2 separate regions of the Sus scrofa genome follow, and region 1 is linked to region 2. The links are chromatin contacts, called in public promoter capture Hi-C maps. All regions are on one chromosome and are shown on one strand. The core of a region is the stretch at or near the end of the contact, and the rest is flanking DNA. Distances in the headings are between cores, read along the strand shown.

Region 1 (5,358 bases), core at 2,371-4,870, 910 kb after region 2:
TAATTTTTTTCTTTTCTATTCCTTTTTTTTTTTTTTTTAATCTTTTTTAGGGCCACACTTGCAGCATATGGAGGTTCCCAGGCTAGGGGTCTCATCGGAGCTGTTGCTGCGGGCCTACACCACAACCACAGCAATGCCAGATCCAAGCCACATCTGTGACCTACACCAGAGCTCACGTCAATGCCAGATCCTTAACCCACTGAGCGAGGCCAGGGATCGAACCTGCATTCTCATGAATGCTAGTCCAGATTTGTTTCCATGGAGCCACAACGGGAACTCCAGGATAGGTAATTTTTTCAAGGAGAATTTCAATTTTTTGCTGTAAAGAAGAGTATAACGGTCGAGTTGTATCTGGATAACGAACTGCAATCAGAGAAGGTGGGGGTTTTTGTTTGTTTTTTGGGGTTTGTTGTTGTTGTTTTTGGCCATGCCTACAGCACATAGAAGTTCCCGGGCCAGGGACTAAATTCACACCACAGCAGCAACCTGAGCCCCACTGCACTGACAATACCAGATCCTGCCAAGTCACATGGAAACTCCTTGTCTTGGTTTTAAGACGGAAGAAATAATATCTTGATGCTGACGGGAACGTTCAGTAGAGGACAGAAACATCCTTGAGTCGGGGATTAGGTTAAGGGCATAAGGATGGCCTTATATAGGAGCACAGACTCCAGCAGGGTTTCTCAATCTACTCACTTGTGACATTTTACGTGAGAGAATTCTTTGCTGTGAGAGGCTGTCCTGTGCATTCTCAGAGGTTTAGCAGCTGCACCTGCCTCTACCATCACCCCATTTGTAGCTTGAAAGAACATTTCCAGAAATCGCCAAATGTCCCTTTGGAGGCAAAACTGCACCCATTTGAGAACCACTGATCTAGAGCAACAGGAAGAAAGGTAAAGTACTATCAGAAGGTAAAACTCAATACGTGAAATGAAAAGACAAAGCTGAATTTATTGCTTGCTGAAGGCAGTGAGAGTCATGCTTATCAGGCACAGGTTTAGAGCAGAGCACACTAGCCGTCTTATATCGGCTTTGGAGAAAGAGGGGAGTTTAGGGATTGAACTTTCAGAGGTCTGAGTGTGTTGACCTTCTCTGTAGAAGCGTAACTTGGGTGAGACTATTGTTGATTGGTTGACCCTCAGAGGCATGTGTATTGAAGCGAGTCTGTGACTGGCTGATTTCCAGAATCAATGGGTTGTCTTTGGGCTCGCAAAAGCCTGTTTGCTGGGGTGAGTTATCAATCGATTGGACTTAAAACTGGCTCTGATTTCTGGCTATTACCATGGGAATGTGGGAACTTAAAAAGTTCTCAGTACTCTATATGCTGGTGGGAGATGTGGTGGTGGAAATTTGTGGAAGTTTTCTTCTAATTGTTTTGATTTTTTAAGTGCAATAGGAAACAAGGGCATCGACAGAGAGGATGGGTTTGAAAAGGCCTGGAAGATTTGAGGAGAGAGATATGTAATAATCATCTATGCACATAGGAGAGAACGTAGCCTAGGGAAATGTGATATGATTACTGGGCAGAATTAAGGACCCACCTGAGGCCAACCACAGAGAGACAAATCAACACGTCCTTCATTTTTCTTTAACCATATTCACCTGACAGGGTGTAGGAGCATCGTGGTGGATCAGTAAACTCAATTGCGATTGAGGTTTTGCCATGTGAGTTCTACAAAGGAAGGAAGGTTCAAAGGAGTTCCCCTTGTGGCTCATTGGGAAAGGAACCCAACTAGTATCCATGAAGATGTGGGTTTGATCCCTGGCCTCGCTCAGTGGGTTAAGGATCCGGTCTTGCCATGAGCTGTGGTGTAGGTCTCAGACCAAGCTCAGATCCTGCATTGTTGTGACTGTGGTGTAGACTGGCAACTGCAGCTCCGATTCAACCCTTAGTCTGGGAACTTCTATATGCCTTAGGTGTTGCCCTAAAAAAAAAGCAAGAAAGAAAGAAAAAAAATTGAGGGTACATTTAAGAGAATGTGTTATTTTTAGCTTATTTACTTTGTTTTTTATTATGAGATTGTCAAACATAATAGTAGAAAGAAGACTGTAATAAACCCCTACGAGTCTATAATTTAACACCAATAATTGAAAACACTTCGCGATCTTTTTTCATCTATTTCCTCCTCACATTTTCTTTTTCTTCAGAATTTTAAAGCAAATCCCAGACATCATAGTAGTTCACCTATACATCAAAATGTATCTCATATAAGTAAGGACTTTTCCAAACTGAAACCACAGAGCTCTCTTGTTAGGGATCAGCAACAGGTTAAGGATTCTGTACTGGCTTCAGTTGCTGCTATGGCCTGGGTTCCACCCCTGGCCCAGGAGCTTTCATGTGCTGAAGGCACGGGCAAAAAATTAAAACAAAAACATAATCACAATGCCAATAACATATAACAAAACTAATATGTCTTTAATACTAAATAATTCTCAGTCCATATTCAAAGTTTGCAAAGGAATGATGATGATTGGCAATGAACTGAAGCTGGCTAAGGACAGAAGAAATATGGAGCACAGTGGAATTATGAGAGAACAATGGAAAGGCTGAGATGAATAGGTTGAAGGCGCTGCGGGTGGGAATATTACTGGAGTTGGAAGCACACAGAGAGTGAGCTGGAAGGGTCGGGGGTGGTCCCACTTCCATCTTTGCCTATTGCTCAGTCACATCAGTCTTCTTTTCCTGTTGATTATATGATTATATTGTCTGGATGTTGGAAGAGTCTGGGCAGATCTCTTTCCCACAATCTCATCTATTTTAACTTCAGCACTGATACGCTCAGGAGAATCTGCAGACTGAATTAGGTCCTTCTTTTATATCCTTGGTACTTATTCAGTGCACTTATAACCTCAAAACTTAGGAAAACTTTTTCCAACTCCCCTAAGAACTACATTTTCTTTTTTCACTGCTGTCATTGCCAGGGCCGAGGGCATCATCAGTAGGACACCCTCAATAAATATTTTTTGGACAAAGCGGGGAGAGAGTGTTCAATAACATCAAATGCCAGCGACTTCTGAGCCCATCCACAACGCAGTTTCTAAGAAGGATTCTAAATTCTTTACTAAAGTTACAGTTGCCATTTCCTCATATACAAAAAGATAAACTTAGGAGGGCCTTGAGTTAATTAAGACTAAATTGGGCCCATCACCCTTGCTGGACTCGGAGAGACAGTGCTCTAAAACCCCTTATCCAGGACACAGGTTTGATCCCTGACCTCCCTCAGTGGGTTAATGACCCAGCTTTGCCGTGAACTGTGGTATAGGTTGAAGATTCGGCTAAGATGTGGCGTTGCTGTGGCTGGGGGTGTAGGCCAGCAGCTGCAGCTCCAATCGGACACCAGACTGGGCACCTCCATTTGCCGCAAGTGGGGCCCTGAAAAAGTAAATAAAACAAAGACTTAAAAAAACCCAAAAACTCTTATCAACCCAAATATGCTCCTGCATAAAGGAAACGACTAATCTTGGTGTTTCATCACAGTCCTCTTGTGATGGCTAACCTCATTTTAAAATAAGGGTTTATCTCCGGTCTAAAATGGCCAAGTAAAGCTGCGCCCCGCGATCAGACAAGGCAAGTCCCTTGGGCAAACGCGTGGGCGGCAGCCTGGAAGGGAGGATCTTAACCACCCAGAACGGAAGTTCCTGAGCCTTCACACCCGCGGGAAACAACTCGGCAACGGACCAAGATGGCGGCGCCCAGTGAGGGGCCAGCGTTTGCCGCGGGGGTCGAAAAAAATTGGAGTGCAATTGTTCGCTCCCCAGAAGGGACTCCCCAAAAAGTTCGGCAGCTGATAGATGAGGGGATTGCCCCAGAAGAGGGAAGCGCCGAAGCGTGAGTCCGCGAGTCCACCCTGGGTCTCTCAACGGCAGATTGGAGAGGGTTTGGGGGACCTTGGGCAGGGAGGGGAATACCCTAGGTCTGTAACTCGGGCGGGGGGGATGGCTTCGCCCTGGTATCTTAAAGACCCTGGGGTTGCTTTGCTTAGTTAGCTTTAATCTTCTACTTGGGAAGTACTGGATTCTGCACCTGGGGCGCGGTTTTGCTCTAAGACAAGTGGGGGGTGGGGGGAGAGGACCGCTAACTGATGTTAGCTTCTTAACCTGTTTTAAGCCTCAGACACCTTTGGCAGCCTGGTATAGTTTATGAACCCCGTCTCAGAATTTTATTTTTAATTTTTAAACGCATAAAGTAAATTATTTAGGATTATGAAGAAACCAATTACGTTGGAATACAGTTATCAAGGTAGTAAAAGAGGAAAAAAAGATGCAGTAAATGCCTCATTATTCAAGAGTTAAGTAATGTCTAGTAATAGGTCTTTTGTCTACCGTAATTTTGAAATAGTGATGAGCATAAACAGTATTTCAAAACATGTGCAACAAACATAATGTGACAAAATATCTATGATTTCCATTGGTGACAAATTTACAGGTTCTGCTGATTTACTTTATTTTTGTCATTTTAGGGCCACATCCGCGGCAAATAGAGGTTCCCAGGCTTGGGGTCCAATTGGAGCTGCAGCTGCAGGCCTACACCACAGCCACATCAAGACCAGATCCTAGCCACGTCTGTGACCCACACCACAGCTCATGGCAACACTGGATCCTTAACCCACTGAGTGAGGCCAGAGATCCAACCGGCATCCTCATGGATACCAGTCAGATTCATTTCCAATGTGCCACAGCGGGAACTCCTACTATGGCTTTTTAAAATTACCTTCATTCAGGAGTTCCCGTCATGGCTCAGTGGTTAATGAATCCAACTAGGAACAATGAGGTTGCGGGTTCAGTCCCTGCCCTTGCTCAGTGGGTTAAGGATCCGGCATTGCCGTGAGCTGTGATGTAGGTTGCAGACTCGGCTCTGATCCTGTGTTGCTGTGGCTCTGGTGTAGGCTGGCGGCTATAGCTCCAATTCGACCCCTAGCCTGGGAACCTCCATATGCCTCGGGAGCAGCCCAAGAAATGGCAAAAAGACAATAATAATAATAATAATAAAATAAAGTAAAATAAAACTACCTTCCTTCATAATGGAAGGAAATGCTACATTTCAGTTAGAGATTACTAAAATGTCATTTTTTTTTCCATCCAAGTTTATGGATCCTCTGAGTTTTTTTCCAAGAACCACACATCTCTCGGGCTCTCTCTGACTCCCAGAAAGATTCTTAGTGTAAATTACTTTCTTTCTAAGAGTTCCCGTCGTGGCTCAGTGGTTAACGAATCCAACTAAGAACCATGAGGTTTCGGCTTTGATCCCTGGCCTTGCTCAGTGGGTTAAGGATCTGGCATTGCTGTGAGCTGTGGTGTAGATTGCAGACACGGCTCGGATCCTGTGTTGCTGTGGCTCTGGTGTAGGCTGGCGGCTAC
Region 2 (5,387 bases), core at 1,462-3,961:
AGATCTTTTCTCTCTGGCACAGACCTCACATTTCTTCATGCTACTTCTTAACATCTTGAACCTGAAAATTTCAAAAATCCGTGCTAGGTATATTTTTTGCCTATCACTAATTAAAATAAAGGCACATAGATTATTAACTCCATGAGGATTCAGTGGATCATTTATTTTCTGAAGAGCCCTTCTTCGTCATTCCACTATTTTGCTCATCAAAATAATGTGGGTTAACTAAATCTAAAATGATTGAAAGATCTTTCGGTACAGTTTTCCATTCTTTCTACCTCATCCTGTTACTTTCGCAACACCCCCAAACAAGCTGAGCGTAAGTTTTTTGGGAATCAGGTCCATTTTATTTGATTGTCTAGCAACTGACACTAAAACGTGATGTAGCAACAGCAAAACCATTTCCCATTGTCATTTCCTCTAAGATCTCTATGGATAGGTGTTAAAGTTTCAATGTCAAAATTTAACATTGCAAAATTCAGCTAAAATGGAAATGTTTATGTAGGGAGTTCAGTATAATCACAGAGTTTTGTATATGGAAGGAATATTAGAGATCTGTTAGCTCAGCACTTTTGTTAAGCTTCCATGAGGAAATGGACATGAGGAGACCTGTAATAGATCACCCAAGGTCACCCAGTCTATAAAATTCCCTGACTTTCAGTCAGCTGACCCTTCCTCAATGCCATATATACCCTTTTATTTTCCATCTAAACAAATTATCTACATCAGAACTTATCTAACTAGTTATATAGCGCTTATCTTTATGATAGTACCTTTGTGATATCCTTGTTATAAAAAGGAAGGAACTGGAAAAAAAAAAAAAAAAGCAAGGCTGTCTTAATCCAGGGACACGGGAGAAATGGTAAAAGAGACAATTAGTACAAAGAAATGGGCTCCTATTTGTCGTGTAGCCTTGTAATCACATTCTGTTCTCTGAGCGCCCCAATGCTAACCCAAGCTTATTTGTGCTTCTGGGGCCTGGATTCTATTCAATTCTATGCCATATTTAGTCTAAATGATTTCCCCAGCTTCAGTGTGTATTTTTTGAGCTTCATTTTAGAAATATCCTACTTAAATCTCCTTTCAACTTGAGTTTGTTTTAGTTCTAAGGCTCAGGAATGAAGATTCTGGGTAAGAGAAATAAAGATGATGAGTTTTTCTAGGCTTTACATTTCAAGAATGGCTTTCTCAAATAGCCACTGGCAGTCTGCTTTATTCCTCAAATGATGACGTTTTCCATGGGAATTAGAATTTAATTGGGATAATTTGTTTTCACAGAAAGCACAGATTTTCTTTCCAAGAGGATCGGTTTGATAATGTTTTACCAGCTAGTGCTATGAGACCAAATATAAACCGGTTCTGAGAAACAGGAAGTGAACCTGACTGGTCTAGTCTGTGTGTCCCTAGCAGTGACGCACATTCAGAAATCAAATTAGGAAAACAAGATATGTGGGTGTGAGGCAATCGATAATAATCCAGGATGCTACAACACAAGCGAGAACGCCTTTAACCAAATGCCATTCATTTTAATAACACCCTGAGAAGTTTGATTTCCACATAACATGCTAGTGATTAGAGAGCAGGATGAGCTTGAGTTCCCTAGCAACAGCATGTGCTTTTGAGACAGTCATTAGCCTTTCAGTTAATCCCGCCAACCCCTTACTGCTAATGTATGACTGACGAAGAAAAAAAAAAAAATGATGTTACAGAAAGTGCTTTGAAATTTCCAGGAGCAAAATGGAAAAGAATAATAATTTTTTAAAAAGTTGTCCTGAGAATTGCATTCAGGTAAAGAGGTAATGTTCCTCCAGCCTGCCTCTGTGGTCACTGTTCTCAGTTCCATGTTTCTGACTCCCCTCCCGGGAAAGGGCTAAAAGGCAGCAGAGGTGAAATTGTTCAGAGTTTAAGGCAGTCCCTTCATGGTCTGAAAGTGGGGGTCAATGGTGGGGCGGGCAGTTTGTGTAGGGTGGATGCCCAGAGAGGGCAGGGTGGGAGGGAACGCAAGGCAGAGTTTTCTTTCTCCTTTAAGTATAATCAATTACTCTGGTTGAAGAAGCTTGGGGAAGGAGAGTGGTAAAGAGAATGAAGCTATTTTTTCTATTGATTGTTTAATTGCACCAGAGGCTGTTTGTCCAAGGCCACTGGCCAAGACCATTATTTTCGTGGCTAAAGTGAGGTTGGGCAGGTTTCCATCCCCTTCCCTAGTTTTAAACAAGACAACCCATAAAGCTCAGCCAGGCTATAGGAATATGTGTATGTTGACTTTTGCTACTCAGCTGTACCCTAAAGCGCCAGGGCTGATGGGCTGGTGGTTCTCAAACCCTGAATCATTCATTGCCTCTAGCTCAGTCCTTGGTTCAGGATGCACAACTCCGTGAAGCCTGGGTCCACTGCAGGGTATTATTTGAATGGTAACTATTGCTGCTGGTCATCCTTATTACAGCCCGGGTTCCTTTCAGCTGGACACTGGGCTCCTTCAGTTTGGCTGGGGTGATTTCTAGTTCTCCCCGTTTCCCCACCTAACCCCCCCTTGCGCGCTCCCTTCCCAAGGCGACCACCTGCGCCACCCCACTTACCATCTGCCCCGCGGGGAGGGCCCCCCGGGGTAGCGGAGCCCTCCCTGCTCCCGGGCGGCTCAGGGGGAACTCGGTGTTTGCCTCCAGCCCTTCGCTACCGGAGAGATCAGGTTCCTCCCCTCCTCCCCCTCCTGCTCCGGCCGCCGCCGCCTCCTTCTTGCATGACACAGCAGAACCGCAGCTGCTGCAGCAAGTCCCAGCCATCCGCCCAGGAAGCGCCGCAACCGGGACTTGGGAGGGGCGGAGGGGGAACCAGGCAGGGGCCACCGTCGAAGGGGATTCTTGCCCCCACTTTGCACCATACACTCTTTTCCCAGCCCAGGGCCACAGGAACAAAATCAGGCTAAAGCCTATCAGGCCAAGCCCTTGAGGAATGCTGGGGTTCGGCGTCAGAAGGGATGGGACCTGAGAGAAGGGTGTGAAGGAGACCCCTGTAGAGGCAGGACATTGCGGGGAAAGAAGGGCAAGAAGAGGCCGAGAAGTCGAGGGCCAGACTGTGAAGGAGAATAAAGGAGGTCAAAGAGAGGTAAGGAGGTAGAGTTGCTGAGAAGGGAGACCTAACTGGGAAGGGGAGGAGGGGACCTGCTGGGGAAGGAGGACTGGGAGGCAGAATGTGGGGAGGCCTGAACTAAGTATCCAGGCAGTGCGGGTCTGAATTGGGAGGCAAAAACAGAAAAGGGGAAAGGGATGGAAGAATTAGGCATTCCATAGGGAGGGAAATATTGGGGGACACATTAAGGGATCAGAGGGAATGTAGTGGAGATCATGCATCATGGCTGATGAGGAAAACTGATGAGGTAGGAAGAGTCAGGGCAAAGCCCAAAGAGAGGATGCTCTTCCATCTCACTCTTCCGTTTCCTGTGAAGTTTCTTTTTATTCTGCCAATCCAACAGGGAATTGTCCTTATAAATGGAAAAGCATGAACTAAAACATAGAAAGAGCTGTTTGGCTTACATTTCCAGGATAAAATCCCAGGGTCCACACAAACTTTCAGGCAGAGATTTGGGATTGGGGGTTGTGATTCAATAACAGGAAGGCACTCAAAACGATGTTACAGTCTCCACACATAACTGGACTTGGTTGGGTCAAAGTGTTTGTTACATGCTTCAGTTAAATGCTAGAAATGACGACAAAGTTTTTGGTCAAAATATCATATAAAGGCATACACTTTTCTCTCTCTACACACACATATGTAAATCCATATGTAATTTCTAGTGTCTACTAGCATGGTCATTATGATTAGAGGAAAATGTGTTGTTCTGATTATTTGATTTCCCACCAAACCCATATACGCATGTTACAGCAGATCAGCTGCTTCTCACCATTTGAAAGAATGTGGTCAGAAAAGTAACACAAAAACTGCCACTATGGTTTTGTCTGTACCTTCCAGGTCGTATCTTCGTACCTCACTTCCTGACACAAACAAGTTTTTACTGTTGTCAGCAACAAAGCCCTAATATAGCTGTGGAAGAGAAGAACTGCATTGCATTTGCCTCCTGCAAGCATCATCAACACGGTTACCAGAGGAATTTAATTCCAGAAAAGCTTTAAAGCTGGTGTGATGGTAATTACGTATCAAATGCCTGATTCTATTTTTGTTATTATTGTTTTGTCATTTCTGATCTACCCAAGAACTGGCTGAACTCTCAGAGAGAAAATCCAGTTTTTCTTTTTGTCTTGGTAAAATTTAATAGAAAAACTGATAGAAAAACTCATTGCTCTTGGGGAAAATAAAGTAAGAGCCACGAAATGTCATTTTAACAGAGCGTGGGTTTTGTGAGTGTAGGAAAGGATTTAAGGACGCTCCTTCTGTTCGGTTTCCTATGTAATGAGCAAAGGCTACACGCACGCACAGACGCCACAGCTCCCGGATGCTATGGCTCCCTTATCTGGGCTTCTGCAGCGCCAGAAGCCTCTCCGGGATGCTTCGAGGGGCTCTTGGTGGGTGGTGGTACGAACGCTGCGGCCGCCGACACCGCCAGTCCTGCCGCTGCTGTTGTTGCTGCTGCAGTCACGTGGGAGGCCCTTTAAGTTTCCATAGAGAGGCCTCTCTGGTGTCACATGATGGACATGATATAATGAAACAACATTGTGGAGAGGAAAGCATTAGGGGAGCCCACGGCTACAAAAACAAGTGAGTGAGAAGAGGTGGGAGGAAGAGAAACTACGCCACCTCTCCTGCAGCTGAGCCGCGCGCAGCAGCAGCCCGGGGGAAGTGGGCGACGCCGGGGGGAAGGGAGACCGGGTCCCCAGCCCCAGCCGGGGGACCCCGCCGCCCACTGCCGAGAGAACAACTTTTAGCCGGCAGCCTCAGCCAGCACTGCACCTGTCTCCGAAGCCTCCATCGTTTCTCGTGATGGTCAAGGGGAAATTCTAGAAGAATATGCTCTACAAAATATACATGCGCATCATTTTCCCCCTTGCGTCTCACGCTGGAGGAAGGAAAGAGAAAGGGATTTAAGCAGCAGCGTGTCTTCAGCCCCAAGGTAAGTTCTGGGGGGTGGGGAAAGCCGGCTCAGCAGGACTTCGGGATGGGAATTTAGTTCTCCGTTTGGACCTCTCCGGGCGAACCAGGCGTCCCCTCGCTGCTGGCGAGGCGGAGGGCTCGATGGTCCAGCAGAAACATTTCCACTGTGGACTCTGTTATTTCCTCTTTCGCACGCCCCGCAGTCCCACCCTGGGACTTCCCCCGGCTCCTCGCCTCCCCCCGGAAGGGGCCGCAGGTCCCGGCCGGGATGTTCTGGAGCCGGGCGAGGGAAGGTAGGGGTTGTGGCGTTAGCCGGGAATGCCGAGGCGATTTCGCCATGTTTG

What was found. Promoter capture Hi-C pulls out the DNA fragments that hold promoters and counts their contacts.
Region 1: a contact with region 2 is called in a promoter capture Hi-C map of liver, with 3 times the contacts expected there. The contact joins the promoter of ZC3HC1 here to the promoter of MKLN1 in region 2. A contact is called at or near these places in 1 of 5 promoter capture datasets (liver) and 1 of 47 Hi-C or Micro-C datasets (epiblast stem cells).

The regions. Positions count from the first base shown.
Region 1 is chr18:18,737,197-18,742,554 of Sscrofa11.1, forward strand. ZC3HC1 (nuclear-interacting partner of ALK) reads left to right here and starts at 3,621. Exons shown (of 10, transcript XM_021078727.1): 1 at 3,621-3,829. The coding sequence starts at 3,684.
Region 2 is chr18:17,829,808-17,835,194 of Sscrofa11.1, forward strand. MKLN1 (muskelin) reads right to left here and starts at 2,712. Exons shown (of 19, transcript XM_021078931.1): 1 at 2,577-2,712. It overlaps LOC106506781 (a long non-coding RNA gene), which reads left to right. Exons shown (of 12, transcript XR_002340361.1): 8 at 3,967-5,062.